3 separate regions of the Mus musculus genome follow, and all the other regions are linked to region 2. Evidence: chromatin contacts called from public promoter capture Hi-C data. All regions are on one chromosome and are shown on one strand. The core of a region is the stretch at or near the end of the contact, and the rest is flanking DNA. Distances in the headings are between cores, read along the strand shown. Region 1 holds the start of Mrps9 (mitochondrial ribosomal protein S9). Region 2 holds the start of Il1rl2 (interleukin 1 receptor-like 2). Region 3 holds the start of 2900092D14Rik (RIKEN cDNA 2900092D14 gene).

Region 1 (4,518 bases), core at 860-3,359, 2.5 Mb after region 2:
TGGTGTCTTCAAAGCCTGAGAATCTCTTTACTGTTATTTTGACAAAATTCCATTTTATTTTACATATGAGCCCTTATGCCTGAGATTCTCACTACCCCCTCTTATATTTTGTTTGTGAGGCCTTTGAGGTTCCTGTTTGAGTCCCTAAATTTTTTATTTTCAGATTTTCTCTCAGTTTTGGTTTTCTTTATTGATCCTGTTTTCTCTTTCAGGTCTTGGACTGTTTTATTGATTTCCTTCCACTGTTTGTATTTTCAGATTTATTAAAGGGGTTTATTAATTTCCTCTTTAAGTACCTCTATCATATTCATGAAGGTTACTTTAAAGTCTTTGTCTTCAACTAAGTTTCAGTTCTCGGGCCTGTTGCTGGGATCTAATGGAGACATGTTATACTGGCTGGTTTTTATTCTGTTTTTATGATGGCATGTAGGCATCTGGGTTTGGGGATGTTTGTAATTCCAGGTGCTGACATCTGGTCTTGCTTTTGCTGAGTGGGTTTCTTTTCCTTGTTTTTTGTTTGTTTGTTTTCTCTGGTTCTTAGGAGTCTGTGGTGGCTGTGTGTTGCCTGGTAGAATGCTTCTCAGATCCAGCCAGTTGTGGCTACTGGGGGTTCCAGGTACAATGTGTTTCTTGGTATTGAGAGCTGACATTTAGGAATGAAGATGGGCTGGAGGGGAGGAAGTAAGGAGGGCTGCAGAGGGAGGGAAGGTGGGTGATCTACCAGGGTCTGTTTAGTCCCCTGGGAATGGGATCAGAGAGTGAGAAGAGGCCACAGCAGTTCTGCTACAGATAAGACTAGAGGATTGGATTTGGAGAGATAGAGGGAGAGGTAAAGATCTGGAGTTAGCCTACCTGCTTTTCTGGCCAGCACTGCCTCGCCTCTAACTTATTCTTCTTCTCCAAATACTAGTCCTGGACTTCTGCCACTGAATGAAGAGATTTTCACTAATGTAAAGGAAACAAACAAAGGGGAAAATAATGATTTCCCCCCTTTACTACAAGCATCCTATTTGGAGGGGTTTTTTTTCTTCTATTTTTCTGAAGCTATGCAATTTCTATTTCCCTAGAGCTGTTTTATGAGGTGATAACTGTACGATGCCAGCACTTACTTCATAACTTAAAAAACAGATTTCTAATTTACATGTATAAATATTTTGCTTGTATGTATATGTGTCTGTACATCACAGACATGGTTGATCCCCTTGAAATTCAGAGAAGGTGTCAGATTGTTTAGAGCTGTAATTATAGATAGATAGGTAGATAGATAGATAGATAGATAGATGTGATAGATAGATAGATAGATAGATGTGATAGATGTGATAGATGTGATAGATAGATAGATAGATAGATAGATAGATAGATAGATAGATAGATAGATGTGATTTTCCACAAGAGTTCTGGGGACCAAACCCAGGTCCTCTGAAAGAACATAGAGTGTTTTTAACTTCTCAGCCTCTTACTCGGTCACCTTGATCTCGTTTTCTGAGTATGTTTTAAACTTCTAATGATAATTTCAACATTATCAAATTATTCAATGATAATTTTCAACATTGGAAAACCCTTTAAGAGTGATTTATTCAACCACTTGTATCTGGTAGAGATAACCCTAGACTTAGGGTTAGGAAGTTCAAGTTTCAGAAGGCAAAGACAGTTCCTGTGTCTGCAGCCACTCTTAATGGCTTTAAGGCTCAGAGGCAATCAGGGAGAGCCATGAAGTTGAGCAGGGAGGTGCTTTTCCTCAGCCTGTGGGTCAGACAGCTAAGAGTCAACACAATGTGTTGGAAGCCAGAATGGTTAGTTGCTGGAAGAAGAATGTCTTGAAACAGATCTTTAAAACGGGCAAGTTCAAGGGGGAGCAGAAGGCCCTTGCGGGAAGGCAAGCGGACAGGAAAGCCAGCTTGGATTGTTGGAGTGAGAATAAGACTGTGGAAGGCTTGTCTGAGCGTGGGTACCAGGAACTCAGCTAGGACTACAGCTGCTAGTAAGCCGAAAGCCATGTGCAAGGCAACCTGCTGCCGCGCACCCAATCAGCGGCGAGGGGCTGGACTACAGAACTCCGCCCCTAGTTGCAATTGCTAAGGAAGCGCTTCCGCCTGGGAGGTCTGCGCCTGCGCAGTCTCCAGGCTCCACCCCTTTCCCCTCCCGCCAGGATGTTTCTTACGGCCAACATGGCCGCCCCCTGTGTGTCCTGCGGCCGAGTGCTTTCCCTTTGGTTCACTCCCGCTGTTAGAGCTAGCCTCTGCCAGAGGCCCGGGTACTGGACAGCCTCGGCGGTTGGCTGGCAGACAGGGACCAGGTTCCAGGTAAGGTCCTGGGAGCTGGAGCTGGCGGTCCGTGTGGTAGGGTGACGTGAAGCCGGCCCACCTTCCAGGGCTGCCAGAGCCCTCAAGGTAGAGGTCGGAGGTCACGCTTGGGGATCGGGGAATCGGCCGCGGACGGATCCTCTGCAGCCTCTCCCTGGGCTTTGAGGAGCAAAGGGTTCGGCAGATGGAGTTGGGTGGCTGCCTGGGTCTTGTGATTCGTCCCGGGGAGAAGGGGAGCCGAACTCTGCGCGACCCGGAAGATGTCCTGGGCAGAGTCAGTCTGTGGAGCGAACTGAGACTTTTTACAAGTGCTCTGCGTTTGCGGAATTTCAGTTTTTGTAATTTTCCCGAAACTTGTGTGTGTGTGTGTGTGTGTGTGTGTGTGTGTGTGTGTGTGTGTGACATTAGGAGAGCAGAATTTGACCGCTTCGCTCAATTCCGGGGTCGGTGTGAAGCTGGGATTTCTAGCTTGAGTCTTTGCTTGTCGCCCGTTTAATGTGGCTCATTAAAAGTGGGAGAAAACGAGCTTCGGCTGTAATTGCACTTAAAGTGTCTGTGGCATATTCTACCGGAGATTTCCAGTAGTCCTTTCGGTGGGTGTGCCCGTGACACAGGAGGAGACCTAACTTTGAAGTCCTGTTACCTTGCAGGTTCTAATGGAAACCCAGGGAATAGCGCGCAGATGGTGTCCTGCAAGAGTAGGCAGATGAACAGGCCGAAAGAGAGGTCTCAAGAGATTGAGAACACGCGGTCAAACAAGTGGGGGTTGGAAAACAGAACAGTTTGAGTAGAAAGAGTACGAAATGTTGGAAAAGCAGTACTACCACCAGATATTGCCGAGAAGTTAAACGCTGGATCTTAGAACTGTTTTACAAAATGACTGGCCACCTTTTTCTGTTATTTGATGTTGTAACATAAACCAATTTGTCCATTGATCTGTTAAACATCTGGGTTTCTTGGTTTTGAAAATTGGAAAATGTGTTGGACATTTTTATTTCTTCTATACATCTCTTTGAGACACATAATTGCATATGAGAGGAACTGTAGCATACAAAATATGTTTATTGGTAATGATTATATGGGCAGGTGGCTCTCACTCTCCTATATTCTGAACCTAGTGTACCCTTCTTCTTTCTCTTTATTCTTATAATTATGTGTAAACAAACACATTTTACAAAATGAGCCTCGCTGGGTCACATCCCTTTTACCTTTTTAATTTACAGGGGGAATACATGTATGTGTCTTTTATTATGTCTAAAGCTCATTCCGGTTGCACACTGCTTTCTTCCCACGGATGCATGCATACACATTGTCTTGGTTACTTTTCTGTTGCTTCGAAAAGACACCTGAACAGGGAGAGACTGGGGTTGGCACAGGGTTTTGAAATCTTAAAGCCCAGCCCCCAGTGGGATACCTCTAACAACAAGCCCCTCCCCCCATGTATGTATACACACACAAAGACATTTAGAAACCTTTTTTTTGTACAGTGCCTGCCGAAAATACTAATGTTTCTTAATGTTCATATTAAAAATCACTTATCCACGTCTGCATATAACATTAATAGCTGTATTTCTCTTGGGGCCCATGTTTTATATAAAAAAATTAATGACTTTATGAGCAAATAAAACACTAACCAAGTAATCCCCTCCCCATTTCATATTTGGGTCATGTGCCATTAATTATGGAATCTCTTCAAAGGTCATAAACAGCTTGAAAGGAGTAGAGGTAATAGAATAATAAAAGGCATTTTACAAAGTGTTTTCATGTTTTGTTTACACTGCCAAGTGTATAGTAGGTACTGATATCAACAGAAACTGTGGGTGACAGTAAAAATTTTTGAGAAACACTAATGCCACTAACATAAGGAAGCAAGCTTTACTTAGGTGTGACTCCTGGGTCTCAGTTGGGACCCTTGCTAGCTGGCTTCCTCCTCTGATGTCCTTATAGTATTTATGGGTTCTTACCAATTTCATATTATGCCTCAACACAACCACAAACTCTGAACATCCCAAATATAGTTATAGATAGCAGCCATATATGTGAGTGACCAAAGTTTTCATAAAGTGCACCTGAACATGTTCGGATTCTGTAATGTGCTGTGAGAGATTTCCAGAAATAATACAGAAGAACCACAGACATGTATTTACCTGATTCAGTCTGGAGTCAACAGAGGGTGACACAGGTGATCAAAGGCAGCCCCCCAGGGAATGTGACA
Region 2 (4,427 bases), core at 1,092-3,591:
CTACCCAACACATATCCAGATTTTAGGTTCTACCCCAATGTATGGTTTGTGGGTCTCTAAATTTCATGTTAGACAGAAGTTGAGAAAGTGCTGAGATTTATGTCATAACCATATAGGTCAAAACAGAAAGGCCAAAGGGAGTATCTTCCTCTGGTATCTGTGGAGAGGTTGCCTGACTGAGCAACCAAGGCGCACATGCACATAGCCAACACAGATGAACACACATAATTAAACATAGTCAAAGTAAAACTTAAAAAGTAGAAAGAGAGAGCTCTTGCCCCAGACATCTACCTGTTGGCCCTAGAATATGGAGACGGACAGAGCTTCCTCTCCAAATCAGAAATACCTTGTCAGAGCTGGTAATGACCTGGGGCCAGGGCCTTGGGGGGAGCTGTGACCTCAGATCCTGAGATCTCAACTCTTCTGACTGTATGGAGTTATTGGTTATCAGTCTCAAGGCCATTGTATGCATGGCCTATATATAGTATTCTCCAGAAACCCTGTGTTCCTCTCTTGCAACACTGTTTGATTAGCTTCCTGCTGACTTTGTCCCGTTGTCGGGTAGCTTCTTTGGACACCCCCATTTCTCCCCTGGAAGTTGTACATCAAATAATGCTGTACTTTTTAAATAAGCTTGCTTGGCTCAAGCCATAGCTTGTACAAGACCTCCAGATCCCAAACTTTTTTTTTAAATCTTCTCTCTCTTCTATCCTCTTTATCTTCTGATCTCCTGGTTCTCTCTCTCTCTCTCTCTCTCTCTCTCTCTCTCTCTCTCTCCCTCTCTCCCTCTCTCCCTCTCTCTCTCTCTCTCTCTCTCTCTCTCTCCCCTGTTACTGAAGAAGGGCTTGCTGGTCTAGGCCCTAACCCCCACTCTCTGTGTCTCAGGGGAACACAGCAGCCATGAGCTCAGTAGCACACACCGACTTGCCCTGCCTTTGTGTATTATTAGATCTACTCTTTCCCCATGCAACTCCCCCGCCCCCATGCCTTCACCCTGCCATTCCTCTTCAGCTCTATGTGCACCTGGTTTGAAAACCTGTGCTGTTCCCTTAGTGCTTTGCGCTTTAGGCTGTCTTTAGTGGTAAGGGTACCAATTCCGGGGTGAGGAGGAATTAGTGTGAGATTATATTTTTCCTGATTTAAACATTGTAATATCTTTTAATTTTGCCTATAATAATGGCAGCCATTGTATTGTCGTTCCCAGGCCCCATGTGATCTAGCCACACCTACTTCCATACTTCAGTTTACCCAGCTCTCCCCTCTGCTGTGTGGCAATCACTCTCCCTTCATTTCAGTTTTTTTTTTTGGAGTGTCCCAAACTCGGTCCTTCAGAGACTTTGTACTGACGGTTCATTCTGTAGGGATGTAAATGGCTGTTGCAGAAGATCAGACTTTGGTCCCCAGAACCCATATCAGGTAACTCACAAACACCTGTAATTCCAGCTCCAAGGGAGCCGACACCCTCTTCTGGACCCTATGGTCACCTGCAGTCACATGCACATAGCCAGTGCAGATGCACACACATAATTAAACATAGTAAAAATAAAACGTAAAAAGTAGAAAGAGAGAGCTCTTGCCCCAGACATCTACCTGTTGGGCTCCAGGCCACTGCTCAGGAGAAAGGCTGTGCCTTATCATATTCTTTCCACCTGTCTCCTAACTGTATTTCATATCTTATGTGCTTCCTAATAGTTGAATATCTCTTTTAAAAAAATGTTATTTACCAGAAAATCATGGTGGCAAGCTGTTGAAGGGCTCATGTCTCTAAGCTGTCTTCCCAACACTCAGTGTGCCATCGGACACATTCGGATGCCTTTAATATTTGGCAAGAACATGGGGCATCAGAATCCTTCTCTAGAGAATGGTGTCATGGAATAATCAGTCAGAGGTTTGCCAACGCAGACGAGGGCACACCTACCTAATGATCCAGGAGCTTCTCTCAGACGTGTAAGAGACATTGCCAGGATTGTCGCGGCAACATTATGTATAATAATTAGCAAAACGTAAAAAAAATGGGACAACCAAAATGGCTAAGGGAGAGAGACACGTCGGTTGCTCATGCTCACAGGATGGGGCAAGCCTTTATTGAGAAGGACCACACCTCAAATGTTTAAATCCCGCAAGTATAATGCTTTTATTAAAAAGTAAGTTATGTAAGTGCACAGTATAGTAAATTTTATACAGTGACTAGGAAATCTTATGTAAGAATATCTTACATTGCTTAAGGAATTTCCTGCTTCTCCCTCTCTGCTCTCCACCCCCACACACCACTCAGACACACACAAAGGGAGGGGGAGGGGAGAGAATAAGCACCAAGCTGAAGACTGGGAGTTTGGGTTTGGGCGGACAGAGACCGGAAGCTGGGAGATGATGGCTTCTGATGTTTGTTGCTTACGCGACACAGCTTGTTTGGAATTATGTGGCCCTTGACAACTGCGTGGCACACACTTCAAGATACAAAAGTGAGAAGAAGAGGGGGGTCACCAGAGGAGACTGAAGTCAGTAAGTTTCTACCAAAGCTGGGTTTCTTCTGGCCACTCCAAACAAAGCTGAAATTGTCCTTCAGACCTCTGTGAGTACAGTCTCAGTTCCTTCCGTAGTTCTCTGGGAGGTTCTGCGTGCACACACGTGATAGTTTTGTGTTTTTATTTTTAAAACTTCAATCAGTTTTGTCTTAATTTTATATATTACTGGGGTTTGGTGCGCACTAATTGAACCCAGCTTCTTTTCACCGGCTTCATCCACCCACCCCTGTAATCTCTCTTCTACATCTTAGCTTCCTGTTTGTTTAATTTCCGTATAGGTAGGACGTTTCTTCTGTTTCTCATTCCGCTTAACGTCGTGGTTTTTGTTTTTGTTTTCCCTGAAAACTCACTATCCCCATATCTGTTCTGTATCCAGAACTAATGATTGATTCCTCATGCATCAGCAGACTTACTCAACACAGAGATCATCCCAGAATTGTAAGGCAGAGTGCTTCTGCCAAGGGACAGTACTCGGACAGACACGTGTACATCTTAACTTTGTGAACCTGGGACAGCTAGTCAGACTGACGCTGTGGTTGTTTTCAAAGTCTTACAGTTTCTAATCCACAAAGACTCCGAGGGATGCCCACTAAGAAGCTGTTGGTCTGACAGCGTTTGCCGCCACTGCTCTTCTCAGTGCCTAGTGGGGTCTCCAGTGTCTCTGGCGCAGGAAGACAGGTCCGAGCAAGCATTACTTTATGGCAAGTTTAGACTGACTGTATCGGTGCTCAACCTGTCGGGAGTCTGCTTTACCTAAGATCTGGCACGAGGACGGGGCTGGGGTGGGGTTAATGCCTTTTCTCAGAAGCGCTTCCACCTCTGGAATAGTCCATTTTAGGACAGTGCTGGGTGTGTAAGAACCGCTCAGATAGTGTTTGGAAAGGATATAATAATTTTTAGCGATGATCTGGAGCATATTTAAGCCGACATTCCTGATAGATGAACGTGCTGGCCTGGGATCAGGAAAAAAAGACTGAACGATTTTCGAAGGACGGATTATTTCTGTCCTGCTCCACTTGGGGAAGGTGAGTCTGTTCCGCCCGCGGCGGAGAAGCGATGCCCAAGGTGCAGAGTGCGGTGACCAACCAGGATTCGGTCCCCAGAGTGGTTCCCGCTCTGCTCCACGAGACCCAGCGCTCTGAGACCCCATAGGCAGGTGGAGCAAGCCCGGGGCAGCCGGAGCGGAGGGAGTTAGCGATCAATAGTCACTGGGGCGGCTAGAAGACTCCGACCTGGAAAGTGGGCCGGGACTTGGGTCAAACTCTGGGATTCCTGCTCTCCCTTGCCCTTTCCAGGTGGGCCAGCACTTACCGCTCAGCCAGCGAGCACATAGGGTTACAGGGGAGCCCCTCCGACCCATGCGATCCCAGATGCACGCTGGGCGGGTCCACAGTCTGCTCTGGCTGGGGTTCAGTCTCCTGGCCCTGGCTTGATCCAAGTGCCAGCACATCTGGCCCTGTCTCCCAACTCCCCACCAGTCCCCTTCACAGGCCAGTCGGCGTTTACTGGCTTCTGAAGGTCTGGTGTAATGGAGATGGGGAAAGGCTGGCCTTGGAACGGAGGGAGGCCAAGTGGAGGGCTCCCCATGCAGAGGGGAAGGAAGGCCAGTGACCTGAACTGGGACTGACATTCTGGATTCTCTAAAATTGTGTGCGGGAAGGTACCAGCCTCACTGCATCCCTTACTTCTACCATTGTCCTCTCTTTTCCTTTGTAGCCTGAGATGGGGGTTACATCTTTGCTCTTCTGTGGGGTGTTTTTCCTGCTTCTGCTTTTCGTGGCAGCAGGTAAGTTCTGCGGGTCTGTGAGTCCTTGTATCCCAGAGACCTGTTGCCTTGCCAGCAGCATCCTTTGTCATTCATCTCCGTGCCCCTGACTCACCCACTTGCAGGGGCATCAACTA
Region 3 (4,581 bases), core at 1,769-4,268, 2.4 Mb after region 2:
CCTCGGGCGCCTACCGGGGGGACCCGTCCTCGGTCAAGATGGTCCAGAGCGACTTCATGCAGGGGGCCATGGCCGCCAGCAACGGCGGCCATATGCTGAGCCACGCGCACCAGTGGGTCACCGCCCTGCCCCACGCTGCCGCCGCTGCCGCCGCTGCTGCCGCCGCTGCCGTGGAAGCCAGCTCACCGTGGTCGGGCAGTGCGGTGGGCATGGCCGGCAGCCCCCAGCAGCCGCCACAGCCGCCGCCGCCGCCGCCTCAGGGCCCCGACGTGAAGGGAGGCGCTGGACGCGAAGACCTGCACGCCGGTACCGCGCTGCATCACCGCGGACCGCCGCACCTCGGGCCCCCGCCGCCGCCCCCTCACCAAGGACACCCTGGGGGCTGGGGGGCCGCAGCCGCCGCCGCCGCTGCCGCCGCAGCCGCCGCCGCTGCCGCTCACCTCCCGTCCATGGCGGGTGGCCAGCAGCCGCCGCCGCAGAGTCTGCTGTACTCGCAGCCCGGAGGCTTCACGGTGAACGGCATGCTGAGCGCGCCCCCGGGGCCCGGCGGTGGCGGCGGTGGAGCGGGCGGTGGAGCCCAGAGCCTGGTTCACCCCGGGCTAGTGCGCGGGGACACGCCCGAGTTGGCGGAGCATCATCACCACCATCACCACCACGCGCACCCGCACCCGCCGCACCCGCACCACGCGCAGGGACCCCCGCATCACGGCGGCGGCGGCGCGGGGCCAGGGCTCAACAGCCACGACCCTCACTCGGACGAGGACACGCCGACGTCTGACGACCTGGAGCAGTTCGCTAAGCAGTTCAAACAGCGGCGCATCAAGCTGGGTTTCACCCAGGCGGACGTGGGGCTGGCTCTGGGTACGCTCTATGGCAACGTGTTCTCGCAGACCACTATCTGCCGCTTCGAGGCCCTGCAGCTCAGTTTCAAGAACATGTGCAAGCTCAAGCCGCTACTGAACAAGTGGCTGGAGGAGGCTGACTCGAGCACTGGCAGTCCCACCAGCATTGACAAGATCGCAGCGCAGGGCCGCAAGCGCAAGAAGCGGACCTCCATCGAGGTTAGCGTCAAAGGCGCGCTGGAGAGCCACTTCCTCAAGTGCCCTAAACCCTCGGCGCAGGAAATCACCAACTTGGCCGACAGCCTACAGCTGGAAAAGGAGGTCGTGCGGGTCTGGTTCTGCAACCGACGCCAAAAGGAAAAACGCATGACGCCCCCTGGCATCCAGCAGCAGACGCCGGACGATGTCTACTCGCAGGTGGGTACCGTGAGCGCTGACACACCGCCACCGCACCACGGGCTTCAGACCAGCGTGCAGTGAATGCCGGGGCGCAGCGCGAAGAGGGCCGCCGCCGCCGCCGCCACCTCCGCAGCCGCTGTCAGCACCGCCATGGTCGCCGTCGCCGCCGTCTCCGAGCCGCCGCCGCCGAGAACCACCGCTGCTGCTGCTGCCGCCGCCGCCGCCGTCACCGTCGCCGCCGCCGCCGCTGCCGCCGCGCAGACCCAGCACCTGGCCAGTGCCAGGGCATCTAGGCCTCCTCCCCTCCGCCCAAAGACAGGCGTGCCACGGCCCCAGGAGGGGGGAGGACAGCTGGAGACCGATGAGACTCTTTCTGAAGTCCAAGAAAGGAGGGACCAAAAAAATTTTTAAGCATAATAAATACCAAGACTGTTTTATATGCATATATAACAAACAAAACCGGAAGAGGAAAAGGGGCAACAGGGACATCTCGTTTATACTGTGGTGGTGTTCTGCTTCTGTTTTGAAAGAAGGGTGAAGATGCCTAACGCACCTAAACTGCACACTTGAGGTACTGTCCACACCGAGATGTCCTGCATGGCGTCGTCGGTGGAGAACACCTGCCTCGGAGATAAGAGAGAGACACCCCCCCCCTCTTTCTTCCACTTCTTCCAAAAGGGCTGCCTAAAAGATCCATGGAAACTTTCTTTATGGGGAGCGACCTGAAAAGAAAGACGCACCAGGTTTCCTGCAGGTCTGACTCTGCTCTTGGACAGTGTTTTTCTTGGCCATATTCAAGTCTTTGGGGAACAAATAAATCAACTAAGAAATGGGAAGAAGGGAGAAACAGAGTCTGGGGGGGAAGATTCGCCGCTTCTGAAGTTCACAGACTGAACAAGAAAGCCAAAAGAAAGCATCCTCCGCAGTAAACTTGGAAATAAAAGCATCGCGAAAGAGCCAAGGCTGGGTGAGGCTGAAGGGTAGGTACGTCCAGCCGCAATCCACTAGCGGAGAGGGCACAAAAGCGGGGCCCGGGCCCAGCCTCTGAGACCGCCCACAAGGGCCAGGCCTCCACCACCAAACCCGGGCTTTGCTGACTGCCGCTCGGGGTGGACCATGCCTAAAGATTCCGCCGCTAATATTTTTTTTATTAACATTTTTTATTTTTTATTTCTGGACTGACTCCGATAAAAGGGTGTGGAAAGACAGCACCAACCGCGCACTTCCCTTGACTTCTGCCCTCAATGCGTTGCCAACTTTGATTGAATGGGTGCTGCGGATGTGATTATGTAATACTGCCATTTCCAAGCAGTGTTTTTGGTAGGTTTTAATAAACAGACTTTTCAAATGACGGCAATATAGAATCGTTAGATCCGTTGTTGATCTAAAAATATTTGCTTTATATTTTCATTAAATGACTTCTTTTAATATTTTATTCAAAATACTTATGAACTGCTGCAAAACGGTAATTTATTTTTCCCCAGATCTTGTATTACGTGTTTTTTTCAGACGAGCACAAATCAAAATGAAATGAAAATATGGACAGTTGTTAGGTAATAAGGGTATCTTTTGATGTGATCATTTGATTGTAATTTAATTTGAGTAGTGATTCCGTAAGAGCTGATTGAGAAAATAAATTTGTTAGAATGAAATGGTCTGTGTCTGATGCATAAACACTGTGTGGGAAGAAAAGAATCCTTTAGAAAATATTTTTTTACTAATGCAGACCCTTAAGTCATAGCATTAAGAGAGCGGAGCTTCCCCACGCAAAGGTATGTTTGAAACCTCCAGAACAGGCTAGGGTTGCTAAAAGGAGTTGCTTTAGCAATAGTGGTTATTCACTCCTTGTTGGTCCATAAATTTCACAATATTCTCCTTACCCTCAGTTTCAATGGGTGTCTCTAGTGTTTTTGCTGAGTGATCTATAAATATTAGCCATTTTCTTGAAAGTACCTGTGTTTTGCTACATCACCAGTGAAAATATGCCCACCAGCCAGTCATGGTAAATACAGTTCCTCTTAGGTCAGCCTCTTTTTGATCACCTTGCCTTCCAATATATCCCTGTTTTTTTCTTTCTTCCTTTCTTTTCCTTCCTTCTTTCCTCTCTTTCTTTCTTTCTTTCTTTCTTTCTTTCTTTCTTTTCTTTCTCTTTCTGTCTTTGTGGATCAATAGTTGCGAAGGATAGCTTATAAATTCATGAAATATTTTGATATCAGTTACTCCCCATTGATAACTATGTGTGATTAAATTTCCATTATTAAGCCTATATTTGCTTTTCTTCCTATATTTCTTTCATGAAAGATGATGGTACTGAGCCCTGCTTTGCTCTGTGCTGAGATTGTCCCTAGCGCAGACTCCAGGCTGCCCATTTCTGTGGTTTGGTCCTTCAGAGGCATAGTAACTCTTCATCTTCCTTACCAATGCCTAGGCTTTAGTTATTTTGGTCACTTTTTAGATAAGACCCTGCAGGATGGTCACATTTATCAAGTTGATGCATCAGTATTTACAAGCTGGAAATACAACACCTCAGGGTATGAGAGATAAAGAGGAGAAAGGCTCTGATTGGTTGAGTCCTTGTATTGTATGTGGTTTTTTTTTTTTTTTTTTTAAGTACTTAGGTGGAAAAACAATGATTTTTACACAGGCATTTCCCCCAATCTCAGCTACCATTCACCTTTTGCCTAATCTTTGCTGGCTTCCCCTCCCCCAATATAGATTCAAGGGTTAAAAAATTCTGGGAAACTATGAGGACAAGAAATAGTTTCTCACAGACAGACCCAATAGCACAAATTGAGCCCAGCCAGACAACCATGTATTTGGGTTGCATTATTTTAGATACCAAATTGTAGTAAAAAAAAAAAAAATCACCAGCATTCTGATTCATGAAATCTGGAAAAGGCCATATTTATTAAACAGAAAGACATGAAGGTACAGATAAGAAACCACATTTTATTTTTCTCTTTGCTTTTGTTTTCTGTTTCTCCTGTTATTGTTATCACACTGCCTGGAGTTGGGGTAGGGTGAGAGTCATCATCTTTTTATTTGTTTGTTTTGTTGTTGTTGTTGTTGTTGTTGTTGTTGTTGTTTTAGAGGCTCTGAGGGTAAGCCAAGAAGGCCTCCCTGAAAGTGAGGAATGGGCCAGGCTGTTTGTAAATGGAACACATCACTGGTGTGTGACAGGGATCTTGGTGGGTTTTTGTTTTTGTTTTATTTTTGTTGTTTGATTAAGGGCGAGGTTTTGTTTTGTTTTGTTGTTTGTTTGTTTGATGTTTTGTTTTGTTTTCCTGCTGGAATGGTGGTGCCTGACTAGGAAAGGAATGGGTCTATTTTAAATGCCAGG

What was found. Promoter capture Hi-C pulls out the DNA fragments that hold promoters and counts their contacts.
Region 1: a promoter capture Hi-C map of hippocampal neurons shows a contact between it and region 2, with 3 times the contacts expected there. The contact joins the promoter of Mrps9 here to the promoter of Il1rl2 in region 2.
Region 3: a promoter capture Hi-C map of liver shows a contact between it and region 2, with 4 times the contacts expected there. The contact joins the promoter of 2900092D14Rik here to the promoter of Il1rl2 in region 2. A contact is called at or near these places in 2 of 39 promoter capture datasets (embryonic stem cells and liver) and 1 of 115 datasets of contacts at active chromatin or transcription factors (embryonic stem cells).

What each region holds. Positions count from the first base shown.
Region 1 is chr1:42,849,124-42,853,641 of GRCm38.p6, forward strand. It overlaps Mrps9 (mitochondrial ribosomal protein S9), which reads left to right and starts at 2,110. Exons shown (of 11, transcript NM_023514.4): 1 at 2,110-2,303. The coding sequence starts at 2,169.
Region 2 is chr1:40,322,248-40,326,674 of GRCm38.p6, forward strand. Il1rl2 (interleukin 1 receptor-like 2) reads left to right here and starts at 2,342. Exons shown (of 11, transcript NM_001356478.1): 1 at 2,342-2,502; 2 at 4,242-4,311. The coding sequence starts at 4,248.
Region 3 is chr1:42,697,318-42,701,898 of GRCm38.p6, forward strand. 2900092D14Rik (RIKEN cDNA 2900092D14 gene) reads left to right here and starts at 3,019. Exons shown (of 1, transcript NR_027891.1): 1 at 3,019-4,581. Pou3f3 (POU domain, class 3, transcription factor 3) reads left to right here. Exons shown (of 1, transcript NM_008900.3): 1 at 1-2,893. The coding sequence ends at 1,322. The region is part of intron 1 of Gm46091 (predicted gene, 46091); the gene reads left to right.